2 separate regions of the Sus scrofa genome follow, and region 2 is linked to region 1. A link is a contact called in public Hi-C data. All regions are on one chromosome and are shown on one strand. Each heading gives the region's core, a stretch centred on a gene start, on an enhancer-like site or on the middle of the called end of the contact. The rest is flanking DNA. Distances are from core to core; before and after follow the strand shown.

Evidence for each region. Hi-C and Micro-C count contacts between places; a contact is called where the count stands out from the background.
Region 2: a contact with region 1 is called in a Hi-C map of skeletal muscle, with 3 times the contacts expected there. The contact joins the promoter of THBS4 here to the promoter of MTX3 in region 1. A contact is called at or near these places in 2 of 47 Hi-C or Micro-C datasets (embryonic fibroblasts and skeletal muscle).

The regions. Positions count from the first base shown.
Region 1 is chr2:88,679,057-88,681,756 of Sscrofa11.1, reverse strand. MTX3 (metaxin-3) reads left to right here and starts at 1,390. Exons shown (of 10, transcript XM_013994941.2): 1 at 1,390-1,524; 2 at 2,044-2,113; 3 at 2,474-2,550. The coding sequence starts at 1,444.
Region 2 is chr2:88,728,254-88,730,953 of Sscrofa11.1, reverse strand. It overlaps THBS4 (thrombospondin-4), which reads right to left and starts at 1,423. Exons shown (of 23, transcript XM_021084490.1): 1 at 1,173-1,423. The coding sequence starts at 1,260.

The DNA.
Region 1 (2,700 bases), core at 141-2,640:
TGGAAGAACTCATGACTTATCTATCTCTGTATTCTCTCAGAGCCTTATAGTGTTTGGATATAGTAGCTGTTCAATAAATATTTTGACATTTAATTTTAATGGTACATATGTTACACATTTTTCACTTTGAAGTTTTGTTAATGAAATCTCATCTTTGACATAACTTCCCTTCTCATTTCTGAGAACTCTTTGCTTTTGAAACATGAAAAAGGACTTTAGCACATTGCTATTGTAATTTAGATGGCTATGTAAACAGTAAGGGAGTGCTTAGCAATTACCTGTTGAGTTGTATCTTTATGAAAATTTGCAGAGATTCTTTTGCTTACTCAGTTGTTTAAAGGGACCTAACCATCTCGGGGTAAAGGAAAGGCAAGAACTCAGAGGAATGACTGAGAGGGTATCCCAGAAACTCTACTGTGCCATCTAGATAAAAACCTGGCAACTTTGTCCTTATTCCAAGATCCAGTAAGCATGTTAGGATCATGGCATTCTCAAGACCTATCTTTTCTCTTTTTTCTCAGCTTTTCTTAGCAGTTGTCAGTTTGATGTTCAATAAACATGTAGTTCACCTCCATTAGGCCCACAGGCATGACTGGTGGCATTACTTGTAGGACCCAATCAAAATAAAAAATGCAGGGCCTTTTGTTCAAAAATTAAGAATTTTAAGACAATGACACTAGAACATTAAGGCAAGTATGGGCCCCTCTAAGTATAGGTTCCTCTTTGAGGTCTCACATCTATGAAGCCATTCCTGTTTCTGTCTTCAAAGAACTTCCAGTACACCAAAAGGCAAAAAGTCTGTATTAGATAGAAGCTACAATTCAGGCATGTACAAAGGGCTACAGGAATCCAGAAGTTCCTAACTTTGGAAAATAGTCCTAGGGAAGTGACAGTTAAGCTCATTTTTGAGGGAACAAAGATATTCTAGACTGAAGGAAGGTAGAATTCACTTGACAAACTTTAGGAATAGGGTTACTTTTAAGGAGAGTGTAACAAGTGAACATGAAGGTGACTATAATTGAGACCGAGAGTGGAAAGGGGTAGAAACCAAATATATGCGGGAAGGGGCAAACAATTATAGAGTGCCTACTCTATGCCAAATTCTCTCCTCCCATGTCATAATTTTAAACACAATAGTCTTGTGAATAAACTGTCATGCCTGGTCTACAAATGGCTTAAAGCCCACGGTAGTACTGTTCAATGAGCTTGGGACACATTAGAAATCCAATAAATATTTAAGGTTGTCTGACTGAGGGCTCAGGACTCTTTACCCCTAGGCCAAGCTAGCTCTGAGCATGCCCCTAACCCCTCCAGGGGTCCTTTCCTGTCTCTCCCAGTCCCCAAAATAACCTTCCCTCCCTTTCGCCCCGCCCCCTCAGTTCCACGTGCCGGAAATTAGGCGACAAAAGCACTTCCGGGATAGCAAAGGTCGGCCCCTGCAAGATGGCGGCCCCCTTGGAGCTCAGCTGCTGGGGAGGCGGCTGGGGGCTCCCATCCGTGCACAGCGAGTCCCTGGTGGTGATGGTGAGGCCGTCCCGCCCGGCCAGGGCGCGGGAAAGAAGAGGCGGTGCTAGAGGCGCGAGGCTGCCTGGGCGGGGTCCCGGCTGCTAGCCGCGGTTTCAGCGGCGCTCCGGGCCCAGGCCGGCTGGGGCGCTGCTTGCTGCACTGCCTTGGGCTCCCTCCCGTCCAACGAGTTACAGCCTAGCCTGTGACCCTGCGGAAGCCTAGCGTGAGAGTCACGTCTTCTCCGCTTGGTTCCGAGTTTTCTCAGCCGTGCAGAGCAGTCTAGGCGGAGGAATGAAAGCCCGAAACAGGAGGCGCGCGCTCCCTGCTCTGCTTCTCAGTAACGTCTTGGGGGGCTGGGGGAGATGTCTCAAAATCCTGATAGCTGGCGCGCGCAACCCCGGCTAGAAGTCGGGGGAGGAATTCTGCCCGCGAGTCAGGCGTCTCTGCCTTCGGGGGACCAGGCTTTGAAGTGAAGCTGCTCTGCAGATTTGCATTACGTACTCAGTCTAAAATGTTTTATTGCAAACTCTCTTTCAGGCTTACGCCAAATTTTCTGGTGCACCCCTAAAAGTCAATGTCATAGATAACACCTGGAAAGGTTCAAGAGGTACAGTGTAAACTTTTAAAAACCCCTTTCTACCCTGTTTAACTTCCTCACTCCCATTTAGAGCTAGGAGGCTTGTGGCCATGGAGTACCTTGGGGGGTTAGTTCTTACATGACCTTGGCAGTGTGTTGCTTATGTTTTGATCTTTCTGAGTAATACTTCAAAGGACAAGCCAAATCAGTGGAAATTATGAGAAGTGAAAATGCTCTCCAGAACTGTTCTTTGTGAAATTGCAAAAACCTAAAGTGACTTACTCATTTTTTTATTCCTCCAAATATGATTGGTATAGTTTTTAGGGTATTGGAATCTCTTCTGAGGAGATCAAAATGCTTCCTTCTATGTAAATTGTTCTTTGATTATAGGAGATGTACCAGTTTTGACAACTGAAGACAACATTGTTTCTCAGCCGGCAAAAATACTAAACTTTTTAAGAAAACAGGTGGGTGGTTCTGTTTGAAGAAGTAAATTCTTCATCACTGTGTGTTTTCAAAAAAGTACATTAAAAATACTTTTTAGACTTTTCGATGATACATGGGGATTGGAATTAAAATAGATTTGAGAATCATGGCTCTAAATCATGTGTTGCACT
Region 2 (2,700 bases), core at 174-2,673, 49 kb before region 1:
TCCTTCAATTTTTAAAAAGGGCTTCCTTTCTTACCTCCCTAGAAGCAAGGTCGCAATGAATAAATACTGTCAATGACAACATGGAAAATATTTCAACCCAAATAAAAAGCAGTACAGTATCCTCCTGCACGCACAATTTTGGTTGCCTGCTCCGGAAGCAAAATGAGTTACTAGGTGAAATGCAAAGTTTAAACAGACCATTAGTGCAGTAGGAAGGACAGGAACTTGAGAAGACCCGCACAGGCATTCTTCATTCTAGTTTTAGAAATAACAGTTTTTACTTCAAGGTGCATGTCTCTCCCAGCTTTATTTCCTTAGTCAGTAATTAATCAACGCCAGGCATCGATTTCAAACAGATGAAGATCATCACGGGCTAGCCAGTTAGGGCCATAAGACCTTCTCTTGCTTAAATAATTCCTTCCTTTCGGTCTTTTCAAAATTCTGTTTAAGCTTTAAGTGCCTTCTGCCCAACCGTTATTTTCCCTCCATCTCACGAAGGAGTTTGAAGGCTGATTATCCAGTTGGCTTTTCAAATTATTTATCGAAGTTTTAGAGTAGAGCAGACCCATTTCTCAGTTCTTCCTGTTCCATTTCCCTCAAGAAGCAAGAGATCAGTCCCACCCCCAAAGGAGGCCTCAGGGTCCCAAGCAAAGTTGGAGCAGAAAAAGGCGAGCGGCAGAACAAAGGAGAAATACTGCCCCTTTCTCTGGGGTGTCATCCTCAGACCATCTGGGCGAACGTGGTTCCTGGTGTTGAAGGATTTAGGCTGCAAGGGGTGAAGGGGAGGGCGGGCCCGAGAGAGCCCGGGCGGACACAACCCGGATTTCATCCTACTCCAGACGGAACCTGTGCGTTAGAGGGTTAGGGCCGCGCCTTAAGCTTGGAAGTAAACCCCTAGTCTCTGCTTAGCCTGAAAATAAGTTTTGCATCCCTCAAACTACTGTATGGGGAATTGGTCTTAATCGCTGGATAATCGAATCTCTAAAGATTCTAATCGCTAATTACCACTTCCAAGCACAAAATGCTTTGACTCTGACCCAGAGGGACAGAGAGGTGCCGAGCGAGGCCGCAGGAACCAAATTCGCCCAAGGGGAGCAGCGGGACGGCGGGTTCCTCGACCAAGACCGAGGGACCCGGGCCCGTGGCGCCCGCCCCGGCTCGCGCCCACTTACCCTGGGGGGTGGCCTGGGCGCCGGCCGCCAGCCACGGCTGCAGGGCCAGGTGCAGGAGAAGCAGGGCGGCTCCGCGCGTGGCCAGCATGTTGGTTCTTAGTGCTCCCTGCGAGCGCGCGCGAGTACGGCACGGTGGGCCCTGCCCGAGTAGGTGGGCGGTGCGCGGTGCCTGGGTCAGGAGCCCGGCGGGCGGCGCAGGTGAGGGGAGCGCGGCGTCCGCTGCCGTCGGGGGCGGTGCTCGCGTTTCCGCGCCGCACAGCTGGGTGCGCTGGCGGCTGCGCTGGGCGCTTTATGGTCTGGCCGGCCCGGGGCGGGGGAGGGCCGAGGCCAGGGCGGCCCCCTTGGCCGAGATCCCCTCTGGCCGGGAAGTGCGGGGACTGCCGGAGCGGGGAACGTGGGCGGTGGAAAGACATGAACGTGTGGACGGCGCCCCGGGCAGATCGGGTCCTGGGGTGGGTGGGCGTAGTCGCTGGCGAGGGGGTTTAGGAGGATGGGAAGAACGAGGATGGGCAGTCAGGGGCTGGTGAGAATGTGAGGACACACAGGACCCGGTAGAGACAAAGGAGAAGAAAGAGGCGAAGGAGCAAGAAAGTGACACTGACCCGCTAGCTTTGGGCACCATCGGTCTCCTACTTCTTGTCCTCCTCTTGTTTTCTAAACAGAAGAACCGGGTTTGGACAGGCTTTTAATGCCCATCTTGGGTTCCCTCCCCAACGAACCCTGAAGGCTCCCCAGGATCCTTTTGCCTCCTAAGGTGGTTCAGAGAACACTTGGTTTCTTTTATTTCTTCAAACTTTTTCTTCAGTACTTCAAATGTTGAAGATTTTCTCGATCAAGTTTTGAGATGTGAACAGTGTTTCAAAGTTTTTGAGTTTTTTAATGGAAATAAAATACATCTCAAGGAACCCATCCAGACAGAACCATTTATAGGATGGTAGTGTTTTATGGAAAATTTATTTTCAGTCCGGCTTCCAAACATTGCCTGCCCACTTCTGCTCTGCCCTCCCAAAAGATTCCATGTGGCAGTTTAAAGCTTGGGAGTAGGACCTAAAAGAGAGAGAAAGAACGTAAGGAAGGAGTCTTACTCTTAGGCAAAGCCCCCTAAAAATAATGTGGATTAACTAGAGGAAAAAATATTTCAGAACAATGGCAAACTTTTCCCTCTTAAACAGCCTTGACTAATGGAGAAAATCCAGCAAAGTATTTATATCCCTATCTCTAAGTCTCAAAAGAATTCCATCTCAAAGTTTAAGAAGCTGTCTGCTACAGGCTGGAAGATTAAGGCATTATCTGGTTGCCAAACTGGGCAAGAATACCCACCCCCACACACCCTAGTTATAATTCCATTTACAGCTAAGGACCTGGGAATTTGTGAGCTATATTCAAAGCTTACTTCCATTTGAGATCTAACATAGTTCTAATCCAGGCTTCAGTTAATGCCACATTACACTCAAGTCACTGTATAGAGCGGGTCACCACACGTCTACACTGAGAGAGCACTGAAGACACAAAGGGCACATGTTTCCGG